2 separate regions of the Mus musculus genome follow, and region 1 is linked to region 2. The links are chromatin contacts, called in public Hi-C maps. All regions are on one chromosome and are shown on one strand. The core of a region is the stretch at or near the end of the contact, and the rest is flanking DNA. Distances in the headings are between cores, read along the strand shown.

The links. A called contact is a pair of places that touch in the nucleus more often than the background predicts.
Region 1: a Hi-C map of bone marrow-derived macrophages shows a contact between it and region 2, with 19 read pairs. The contact joins two enhancer-like sites. A contact is called at or near these places in 1 of 15 datasets of contacts at CTCF or cohesin (the NIH/3T3 cell line), 5 of 484 Hi-C or Micro-C datasets (bone marrow-derived macrophages, cortical neurons, embryonic stem cells and 1 more), 9 of 115 datasets of contacts at active chromatin or transcription factors (craniofacial prominence, embryonic basal ganglia, embryonic limb bud and 2 more) and 1 of 9 other capture datasets (embryonic stem cells).

Annotation. Positions count from the first base shown.
Region 1 is chr7:49,452,670-49,458,820 of GRCm38.p6, forward strand. Nav2 (neuron navigator 2) reads left to right here. Exons shown (of 39, transcript NM_175272.3): 7 at 1-837; 8 at 5,427-5,539. Among named protein-coding and RNA genes, the nearest start is that of Gm51447, 17 kb to the left of the region's middle. Within about 2 kb of position 2,117, at least 44 of the 459 cell types and tissues checked have an H3K27ac peak or open chromatin away from gene starts, as enhancers often do. A contact at or near this core is called in bone marrow-derived macrophages, where this site is marked.
Region 2 is chr7:49,131,288-49,137,057 of GRCm38.p6, forward strand. All of the region lies in intron 3 of 9130015G15Rik (RIKEN cDNA 9130015G15 gene), which reads right to left. It also overlaps a transcript of Nav2 not described here. Among named protein-coding and RNA genes, the nearest start is that of 9130015G15Rik, 28 kb to the right of the region's middle. Within about 2 kb of position 1,629, at least 38 of the 459 cell types and tissues checked have an H3K27ac peak or open chromatin away from gene starts, as enhancers often do. A contact at or near this core is called in bone marrow-derived macrophages, where this site is marked.

The DNA.
Region 1 (6,151 bases), core at 867-3,366, 320 kb after region 2:
AAAGCTCAAACTTTTCAACAGCAAGGGAGGCTCCAAAGCAGGTGAGGGCTCAGCATCCCGGGACACGAGCTGCGAGCGACTAGAGATCCTGCCCAGCTTCGAAGAGACTGAAGAGTTGGAGGCCACAGCCAACAGGGCACTTTCTACCGTGGGCCCTGCATCCAGCAGCCCCAAGATTGCACTCAAGGGCATTGCACAGAGGACTTTCAGCAGGGCGCTTACCAATAAGAAGAGCTCCCCAAAGGGTAATGAGAAAGAGAAGGAGAAGCAGCAGCGGGAGAAGGAGAAGGAGAAAGAGAAGGAGAAGGGCAAGGACCTCACCAAGAGAGTCTCCGTGACCGACAGGCCTGACCTCAAGGAAGAAACCAAGGCAGATCTCAGTGGGGTGGCTGTGACTGAGATGCCGAAAAAGTCCTCCAAGATCGCCAGCTTTATCCCCAAAGGGGGCAAGCTCAACAGCACCAAGAAGGAGGCTACAGCTCCGTCCCACAGCGGCATACCAAAACCAGGAATGAAGAACGTGTCTGCGAAGTCCCCAAGTGCCCCCATACCTCCCAAGGAAGGAGAGAGGAGCAGAGGGAAGCTGAGCTCAGGGCTCCCTCCCCAGAAGGCCCAGCTGGACAGCAGGCACTCTAGCTCCTCCTCCAGCCTGGCATCCTCGGAGGGAAAAGGCCCCGGAGGGACCAGTCTAAACCCCAGCATCAGCAGCCAGACCGTCAGCGGCTCCGTCGGGACCACGCAGACCACTGGAAGCAATACCGTCAGTGTCCAGCTACCTCAGCCTCAGCAGCAATACAACCATCCCAACACAGCCACGGTTGCACCTTTTCTGTACAGGTAAGCAGCACCCGCTACCCCTGGGGAAAGAGCCTAACTGCTGGCTCTGTCCGTGCGGGGATCAGGAACATGTGAGCCAACAGCTAAAGCAATACATAGTTCTAGCCTGGGGCACTCAAGTGGGCAGCTACTATAGCAAGACAGTGTTGAGGCAGGGGACAGTGGGAGCTGACTCCAGCATGAGAAGGCTTCACCAGGCCTGTGGGGACTGAAGCCTTTCTGAAGCACTAGAAGCATGGAGGTAGACTAAGTAGACTTAAGACTACCCTGCTATGTAAAATTGCTTATGGCAGCATTGCTGTTGCACTTTCTAAGTCTGGCAATTCCTAGTACCTCCTTGAGAAGAGATGAAGGAGGAAGAGATAAGACTGACACGGGCCAGCTGGGCAGTGCTAGCACACGCCTTTAATCGCAGCACTTGGGAGACAGAGGCAGGTGGCTCTCCAGGTTCAAGGACAGACTGATTTACAAAGTGAGTTCCAGGACAGCCAGGGCTACAGAGAAACCCTGTCTCAAAAATATATATAATAATAATAATAACAACAACAATAACAACAACAGTAGTTTAGTAGTAGTAAGATTGACAAGGACCATTCTAGAACAAGAAATGTATTAGGCTAAAGTACACTGTCATTTTCCTGTCTCAGAAGCCCTGGATCTCTGATGGCCCATCTGTAGAACCCCAGCAGCCCACATAGAACTAGGTGCTCCGTGCTCCTTGTTGTTCTGCTGAGAGCCACTCTGCTCTGCCCCTGCCACACTCCGGCGCTGAGACAGACACCCATAAGCGTGTGGATGAGCTCTTCAGTCTCATGGAAGCTCCTGTCCTACTGAGAAGGGAGCTGAGAGCTTTGGTTCAAAGGGCTTTCCCTGGTCCTGTGCTGGGTGGTCCCCCAATACCTGTGCATGTAGCAAAATGATCCAATGTCACATTCTGCCCACTCCCAAAACACAGAAACACAACTGTGTACACACACTCAAGGCATATTCATCAACAGTTGCACACAAGTTCAGACACAGTTACACATTCCTGTGCCCAATGCAAATGTGTGTTCACATAGGGGCATTTGCACAAGTCCCGGGTGTGTGCACTCACACCCACACTTCCAGCTTCTTATGCTTGTGTGACTCCCCCCAAAAAATAGGTGTTCCCTCTCTCCCCGCCTGAATTGTGTTCCTGTGAGCTCTCAGGCTTCCTGTCCCTAGAGATGTCAGGAGACAGCTAGCCAGCATCCATGCGATACAGGGATGATGCCAGGCTTCCTCTTGTCCCGTGTTCACTCTCCTCTGCCCACTTCCCCATTCTGTGAGAGTCATAGCAATCTTCTCTGATTGGCAGACAGTTCTGTTTTAGTCAAGTCATCAGCTAACAGCGTTGAGAAGAACACCGGGGCATCTTTCAGTAGAGGCCTGGTGAGGCCTACTACTAGCCTACTCTCTGGTAGACTAGATAGCAAACATTTACCTCCTTTATTATTATTATTAATTATTATCATTTCAAGCTTTTCTATGGGAAGGAGGATTTCTTGTGACTAATGTGTGAAGGGCAGAAGGAAAGGAACCTCTCAGATATTCAAGGCCAGACTTCCCTATGTGAACTCACTCTGGTCAAAGCTGTCTCTGGAGGAGCTGGTCAAGAGAGACTGGAAGAAGAGACCCAGATAGGAATTGGATCACAGCACCCTGCCCTGTGTCTGCTGGGGGCACCCACTGTGGTCTTAGGCACTGGCCACAGAGACAGGTAGCGATTGCTTGTGAACCAGATGTGTGCAAAGACTTCGCTCAGGGCTTCTTCGTCCTAATCCCCTGAGACTTCCCAGTTTTGTGCGCTAGCTTGCTTCTTAAAATTCCAGTTCTAGGGCTGGTGAGATGGCTCAGCGGTTAAAAGCACCAACTGCTCTTCCAAAGGTCCTGAGTTCAAATTCCAGCAACCACATGGTGGCTAACAGCCATCCGTAATGAAATCTGATGCCATCTTCTGGAGTGTCTGAAGACAGCTACAGTGTACTTACATATAATAAATAAATAAATAAATAAATAAATAAATAAATAAATAAATAAATATTAAAAAAAAATTCCAGTTCTATAGATGAGCAGCTGATGCTCAGACCAGGAAATTTGTTCCAAGTCACAGATGTGGTAATTAGAAGAACCTGCGTTTAAAACCAAGCCTGCTGCTGGACATGGGGGCAGAGTACTCCAGAGGCAAAGATGGGCAGATCTTGGAGTTCAAGGCCAGCCTGCTCTACAGAGCAAGTTCCAGGCAGCCAGGGCTACACAAAGAAGCCCTGTCTCAAACAAACGAACAGATAAACAAACAAAAACAAAACAAAACACGCAAGTCTGCCTAACTATAGGATCCATATTGTCTTGCTGTCTATGTCAAGGATTTTTGGTGCTTCAGAGATGGCTCAGCTGTTAAAAGCACCGGCTGCAATCTCAGAGAACCTGGGTTTGTTCCCCAGCACCAACATGGTGGCTCACAACTATTAACTCCAGTTCCAGGGGATTTGATGCCTTCTTCTGGCCTCTATGAGTACTGCATGTATATGTTGCACATACGTACATGCAGGCAAAAACCTTATACATGCCATGCATGCAAAACAAAATAAATCTAAAAAACATTTTTAAAAGCAGAAATCTTTTCAAGCACAGTAAAAGAACTGGAGTTCACAATATCCGATAGTCTCAAGTCTAAGCTCAGCTGTTTCAGGTAGGGCTTGTTGATATTCTGTGGGATGGTGGCAGGGTCATTGCAGAATGCACATGTATGTTCAGAAGAACAGGGCTGCAGTGATGTAACACCACCAAGCAGGTGCCCTGCTCCTCTGGAGGGCATACCACCACTTGGCACCAGCAGATGGCGCTCTATAAGACTGAGCTCAGTAGCTCCAGATCCACCCATCCATCCTCCCTCCCTCCCTCTCATCATTCCTTCTTCCCTTCCTTCCTTCCACTGGCTGAAAGAAAAAATTCAGATACTTACATGAAATCTCCCCAAATTTTAAAGTCATGTCTATTATTTTTAGTTATGTATATTTGTGGCTGAAGCTCTGCATATGAGTACAGATGCCTATGAAGGTCACAGGCTGCAGATCCCCTGGATCTGGAGTTATAGGCAATTATAAGCCACTCTTTGAGGGTGCTGGAAACTAAACCTGGGTCCTCTACAAGAGCAGCATGTACTCTTAACTGCTGTGTTCTCTCTCCAGCCCCCAAGCCTCACAAATTTTAAACAATGAGCTAATTTACCAGGTGTGGTGGCGCATGCCTTTAATCCCAGCACTCACGAGGCAGCTGTGGGCAGATCTCTTTGAGTTTGAGGTAATCTAGTCTACATAGTGAATTCCAGGATAGCCGTGACTATGTAGAGACACAGAGAGAGAGAGGCAGAGAGAGGCAGAGAGACAAAGACAGAGACAGTCAGAGAGAGACAGGAACAGCCAGAGAGACAGAGACAGAGAGCATGCTAATTTACTTTTTAGAAATACTATGCAAAATGCAAACAGTATTTTCGCAGTCCATCTGTAGGCTAGTTGTATACCTGCCTGGCTTTCATTTTTAACCATTGGAATTACAAGCAGTGTACCTGGTTTAGGGTGTTTATAAGTCCTAAGTAGATGACAGAGCTTCAAACAACAGCTGTGTGGATAAACGAGAACACTGGGATAATAATGAACCTTTAAAGGGGTGGCTGTGGGAACTAGGGATGCACGGCTTCTGTGGGACAGAAAAAGAACAAAGGACAGTGGGAGGTTTGAAGTTAGCAGTTCATCTCCCATAGTACACCTACATTTTTGGCACATTCTAGGGGGTGGGGATATTTCTCCATGCTAGGACACGTGCCCTGCATGCACAGGGCCCTTGGGTTCAATCCCTAACAAAAATAGGCGGGGAGAGGCATGTTTTCTTCCTGGTGGTAAAAGTAGCTGGATCACCCCGGGCCTCGATGCACATCCAATGTCACTGGCAAGGTCTGAGTAAGCCAAAGCGGCTGTGGCCAGAAACCTCCCCTGCAGCCGGCCACTGGTTCAATCGACTTGACAAATACTGGGCCTGGGGGAAGAGTTGGGAAAGTACAGATCTCAGTCAAGTGTTGAAATAATGATCAATGAGACCTTTCATGTCAGAGGATCTGAGCTGCAAGTCAGAAACCTGGAGGGTAGACACAGCTGCTTGGCACCCATTCCTGACGGCCTCACACTCACCGCTTCAGAGAGAGCCGTGTCAAGAGGATTGTGGGGGGAGAGGGACTGTCAGTGGAATCAGGTTAATGCTTTATTCGCTGGTGTTGTGGAAACTAACCCGTTGCTTTTTGACGTAAGTCTGAATGTCCAAACCGCCCGGCACCCTCCAGCATGTTTCTGGTCGGACCCGCACTGGGAAATGGCAGACCCTCTTTGGGGGCTTTGAATATTTCATCTTTCTGGGCTCAGTCACCCTCTCCACGTGTGGCTGTTGAATTATTTAGAGTCGGTCTGCTGACCAGCCCTGCTCCTCAGCAGCTTGCTTAGCAGGCCATGGCAAGCCGCTCAGATGTGATGGTTGCCACTCCTGATGATTGGGTCAGCTCTGATTTGTATGTCAAGGTCCCAGACGGACACCGAAGGGAATGTCACTGCCGAGTCCAGCTCAGCGGGTGTGAGCATGGAGCCCAGCCACTACACCAAGAGTGGACAGCCTGCTCTGGAGGAACTCACTGGTGAGTAGGAGCCCTGGATTGTGTGACTGCAGGTGAAGAAACCCCTCGTGTGAGCACCTGCTAGGCAGGCTGCCGCCACGATGCAGGAGTCAGGCAAAGTTGCTTTCTTCTGTTGTTTATTTCTCCCCTTTCCCCTTTTCTCTCTCACAGCCTTTTCGTTCCTCCCCAAAACTGTAGCTCCTGTTTAGGGCCTGGACTATGTTAATTAATGCTTAACTTTGAGTCACACTGTTTACCCTTCCTATGAGGTTGCATTTTGACAACAACAAAAAATTTAGGGGCTGGAAAGATGGCTCAGCAATTTAGAATACTGACTGCTCTTCCAGTGGTCCTGAGTTCAATTCCCAGCAACTACATGGTGACTCACAACCATCTGTAATGGGATCTGATGCCCTCTTCTGGTGTGTCTGAAGACAGCTACAGTATGTTCACATACATAAAATAAATAATAATAATATTTTTTTAAAAAATTAGAGGGCCGGGTGTGGTGGCGCACGCCTTTAATCCCAGCACTTGGGAGGCAGAGGCAGGTGGATTTCTGAGTTCAAGGCCAACCTGGTCTACAAAGTGAGTTCTAGGATAGCCAGGACTATACAGAGAAACCCTGTCTCA
Region 2 (5,770 bases), core at 379-2,878:
GTGTACTGGCTGTCTCTAGGCAATCTCTGGGCCCTTCTTAGTCTTTAGGACATCTTTGGGGAATCTCTCGGTCTTTAGGACACCATTGGGGGGCCTCTCTGTGTTTAAGACATCTTTGGGGGCCCTCTCCATCTTTAGGACATCTTTGGGGTCCTGGTGTCTTTAGGACATCTCTGGGGCCCTGGCTGTCTATAGGATAGAGCAAAGACGTTAACATAGCCTCTGACTTTGCCAGCCATGCTGAACTTCACCTTACCTCCTCGATTCTTGCTTACTACTTTTCTTCTTTTTCAGCTTCAGGTTTCTGTGGCCCTGGAGCTTGGATTGGGGGTGGATGATAAATCAGCATCAGGACAGGATGCTAAAAAGAAAGCAGAGCCATGCTCTGGTTATGGCCAGCCCAGAGTTGGCTGACCTGAGGAATCTCAGGAAGGAAGGGACCATGTAAAACTGAGTCCCATGTCATATCTGTAAGGGAAACTGTGAGGGGCCCAGGCTGGCAAGAATTCATCAGCCTGAGTCCCCAAATACTGTCCCGGTGAAAACTCAGAGCAAGGCCTGCTAGTGTGTTCAACCTACACAGAGGAGACACTGATTGGCGTCTGGGGACATCAGAGAGCAGAAAGTGAGATGCTAGATACCCAAGATGCTGCGAACTCTTAGGGATCAGGGAGGGAGAGAAGAGGGAGAAGATTGCAGAAGCAGACCAGGGAGAGGAAAATAAAGAAGAGAAGGAAACACACAGTCTGAGCAGAGAGAAGCAACCTGTACAATCCCACAGTCTGGTCAGAGTCCCTTCCTGCTCGCCATCACTTCTGAGGTCCCCTCCTCTCACCTGATATATCTCTGAGCTGCCAGAAGACCAACACAGTCTGGCAGAATTTAAGCACAGAGGGACCCTCCTATGCCAGAGTCAATTACCCACCTGTCCCTCTCTGCATTTGGGCCCTGGATCTTTCCAGATGCCCTGAGTCCCTGTAAAAGCACCCATGGAATCAATACATCAAGGGTGACATTATCCCTGTGTGTACTACAGTGCATATTCCAGGACTTACTGCAGACATGGACCCCCTGGGCCCTGGAAGCTGCATTTTAACAAGCACCATTAGCTATCTACATGTGCTCTGAAGTCACAGAGCCACCACTGAAATGTGTAGCCTCCCTGGCCTAAGGCTTATGTGGCCTCAAATCCCAGCAGTATACTGGCAGTGTGCTGCTTTCCGAATGCTTCAGCTCTGGATTCTGTAGCGATATGGCGAAAGTAAAACCTCCTCAGGGTTACAAGAGAATACAAATCAAGAAAACTCATTGGCATGAGGGAAACAAATCTTCCCCACGAATACTAAGTAAATAAAGAGATGCAGACAAACAAATAAATTAAGCATACATAGTCACCAATCCTGAAATATTAAGCAAATAAATATTAGCTGGTACTATGATATTATTTGGAGCCATTCCCTGTTCCTACTGTCAATATGGCAGTCAATGAGGCTACTGCAAGGCAGCATACAAGAGCCAAGCTTCCAGCCCAGCATCCACTCCTGCAAGGGAGATAGGTAAAGCAGGTAAGACATTCAAGTCCGGCTCACCCACTTCTGCAGGCAGGTTGGGTGGGTGCAATGACAATTATGACCAGAAGAGGGAGGCATAAACACGCGTTTCAGAGCAGAGCTCAGGGATCCTCAGAGTGGGAGGCTCTCTGGGGAGGAGGGGGAGGCTGGGATCAGCATTTGTTCTAGAACCAACACACACACAGCACACAACACACATGCACACACTGTTGATAGTAATATCTGGGGATGTTCACAGGCTGAAAGCTTGTTCCCCCAGGTTGCCCAGAAGCCAGGCTCAGAGCCGCTCCATGAGTCTCTTTCCCGAGGGCTCAGAAGCACCTCGTTAGATTTTATTTTTCACCACCCAGTCTGGCCCTGGCAGGCCGTGGGCAGAGTGCTGGCTGTCGTGCCTTTCTGAGAAGGCTCTTGGCGGAGCTCCAGAGTGGGGGCCTCCTGTTCTGTTTGAAGGAGAGTTGTGGTAGGCACTTCACCCAGCGCTCTCAGAAAACTTTCTTAGCTAAAACAGTTGGAAGGGTGAGGATGGGTGGGGTGCTAGGGTGGACGTGCCTGCCCTCCACTCACCAGTCGATTTTCTAAAAGAGGGGATAAGGTAGCCCATGGCTGGAGTACCTGCTGTGTGTTCCTCAGCACCAGACACCCAGCGCTTCAGAGACCTCCCATAGAGGTGAAGCCTGAGGCTCAGAGAGGTCAGGTGACTTGCCCAGAGCCACACAGCTAGTGAACAACCAAGATGATGGCATTTTCCACCTATTGAGAGCCTAGCATACTTATGGGCACAAAGGTAATCATTGCATGTTTGATTGAGCCTATCTGTAAGTCCAGTAAGCCCTTCTGTCTGCCCTAAAGCCTTCCTTCTGCTCCACACTGCCTCAACCCTGGAAAATGCTGGTCTCCATTCCCCCAACCTTCCAAAGGACTAAAATCCCCATTTATTCCCCCTGGCCTCAGCAGCAGCCTGGTGAGAGCTGTGGCCGTGGCTGGAGGACATTCCTGCTGGTAAATGCCTGTCCTGAAGACCTGGGCGCCTCGCTCGGGATGTCCCAGCAGTGCAAAAGTGAGGAGGGGACACTCTGGTTACACATGTCACCTGGCTATCTGGGACTAGGAAAAGCATATTGTTCAAGAGTGATGAGGTGCCGTCCTCTCCTTCCCACAGAAAGTGGCGCCAGCACAATGAACGTCATCCCCCTTATACCCCAGCCCCCAGCCCTGGGGACACCACTGTAATAAGCCTTGGCTGTGTGCAAGCTCTCACCCTGCCTTGTCATGCAGTCCACGTGGCACCATGCAGACATGTCACTTTCCTTCTGAGGGACTCTCCCTCTCCTGAAGAAATACTACAGGTGCCCTGGTATTCAGTGGTAGCTGAGGAAGAGCCCCTGTGTCTTGTTCTTCTTCTCCTGAGAGCTGGGCTTGACCTGCTCATACTGCGGAGTTCTCTTATAAGTGGCCTGTGGGTGAGGCTTGGCCACTCCCATGCAGGGTAACTAAGGTGGCCATTTGAACTGGCATGTGTTTGGGGCAGGAAAGGGGACTCTAGCCCTTTCCTGAGATCTTCATCCAAATCTTCCAGCGGGGGTGGGGGGGGGAACCTAGCTTGTCTGGAATCCACCTTCACTTTCAGGTTTACCCATAAGCTTGGAAGCTCTGTAAGGACTCCATTGCTAAGATCTACCTGTCCCCCTTGGCAGCCACCACGGCAGGCAGATTGAAGTGTTTGAAAACACCTGGGCATGAGGAAACGTGGCTGGGAGGTGTGGGGGAAGGGTGGCAAAAGAAAGCCCGCCTTGATGAACCTGGGAGACAGTCTCCTGGGTAGCATGCCTAAGGAACTTTGCAGAGCCAGAGAAAGGCTTGGAAAAATCCAGATAACTTGCCATGGTCACCTTAAGGCAGCCCTGGCTCAAGTACGTGTGCTTTCTCATTACTCATAAGATAAGACTTCCCACGTACTACACAGGTACTGTCTCGGTCACTTTTCTTTCTTTTTTTTTTTAATTTTTTTTATTACATATTTTCCTCAATTACATTTCCAATGCTATCCCCAAAGCCCCCCCCCCACTACCCACCCATTCCCATTTTTTGGCCCTGGCGTTCCCCTGTACTGGGGCATATAAAGTTTGCCTGTCCAGTGGGCCTCTCTTTCCAGCAACCCTGTAGGTGCAACATTATGAACTAACCAGTACCTCGGTCACTTTTCTTATGGCACGACCAAGAAGCAGTTTGAGGGAGGTGGGACTTCCTGTGGCTCATGGTATAAGGTGAAGCAGTCTGTCCCAGCAGGGGATGCACAAAGTGCGCCTTTGGTCACCAAGTATCCACAGACAGGAAGCAGAGTGGACAGGAAGTGGGGCTAGGTTTCAAAATCCTAAGGCCATTCCCTAGTGATGCACTTCCTCCAGCACGGCCCCACCTCCTAAAGGTTCCACAAACTTCCAAAAGAGGAGGACCACACTCGGTGGGGGCAGGGCCGGGGGGATGACATCAAGTGTTCACACACAGGAGCCTGTGGGGGACACTTCCACTCAAGCTGTAACCAGTGTGCTGGTTTACTCTGTGGAGGCACACGGTTTGTGAAAGGCACCTACGAGTTCTCTTGCTGCCCTTTTTTAGGCAGTGAGGATTCCTTCCTGGTAAGAAAAAAAATCTACGTCAGAGCCCGGAGAATGGAAAGTTTTTTTTTTTCTGTAATATTTATCCCCGCAAAATAAATATTTCCCCTTCTATCCAGGTCCAGCCTATCTCTGTTGACAGCTTCCCAGGTCCTCCTGAAACATCCAGTCACTCCAGGAACTGGGAGCAGGGTGACCGGGCAACTGGGTTTTTTTGTTTTGTTTTGTTTTGTTTTAATTTTGACTGGACTTCTTGTAGCTTGAGAGGAGGCTGCCAAATGACCCAGTTGATTGACTTGCTGGGGAGGGTGGAGCCATGGCTGGAAAGGGAGAGGAAGTGCTAATGAGCATGATCCTGAGGGAAGACCCAACCCCAAAGAGCCAAACTAAGGCTTTCCACACATGGGGTTGGAGCAAGGTAACCTGTTCCCTGGAGTCAGCCTGCAGACACATCCCCACATTTCCATAAGGGTTCCCTTCAGTCAGCTCTGCTCAGAGGGGTAGATAACATGCCTGGCTTGAGATGAGCAGGCTCTGAAAGGGCATCAGTTCTGAGGGCTCTGCCTCCTGGTCCATGGGATGGACTACTGCCACTGCTCTGTGGCTGCAGGGCCCTCTGTGAAACAGGCCAGACTTTGTCATTAGCTGCGGCTCTAAGGCCCACGATCAGTCACTCACTGTCCATGGGGCTTATTTCAGGCCTTTCAATATACATCCCTTTTCTCTGTCTTTAGACTTTGCACAGCCTCCCTCCCTCCCTCCCTCCCTCCTTCCCTCCCTCCCTCCCTCCCTCCATCCCTCCCTCCCTCCCTCCCTCATGCCCTCTAGGGTCCTACTCACAGAGCCTCCCCAGTGCTGAAGGATTTCCCATCACTGACCCCAGCACCCAACCCAAGCACACACCCCTTCACACCTCCTTAGAACCCCATACACCTCCCGCTCTCCCACAGAGCACTGCATCTCAGTATGCATGTCATTTTCTGCACACGCCTCCCCCCCCCCCCACACACACACACACCCCAACTGCAGTTCACAGCAGCAGCCTAGGTGGGGCCCACTCCACAGGATGTGCTCAGTGAACACATAGTAGTTGAAATTAGGGGCTGAACAAACGTGAATCTGCCCCTGTGGTCCTCTTGGTCTGGCATATCCTCTTCCAGACTTCAGGTTACAGCACGAGGTTTGGTTTGGTTTGGTTTGGTTTGGTTTGGTTTGGTTTGGTTTGGCTTTGATCAGCTCCTCTCTGGAGGCCAGGAGGCTTTCAGTGTAAGCCAAGGGTTCGCAGAAAGGGGAACATCAGTAGGAGGTGCAGCTCTAGGGCCAGGGAGAACAGCTGTGGCCCCGAGGAAGGCTCTATGGGAAGTGGATCGGGGCAGGGCAGGGACTGGGCTAAGCTCCACCCCAAGTTTAAGTCCAGGCAAGGGCCAGATAATGGTGGGCTTGAGCAGAAGTTCAGCACATAGTAGGACCTTTCCATCAATTGCTGTCTGTGTGATAAGCACTTCGCGGGCTTGATTCACTGACTTCTGATGGAAATACCTCTTTGTAGAGCCCAACTACTGTTCCTAAGTCAGCCAGGAAAAG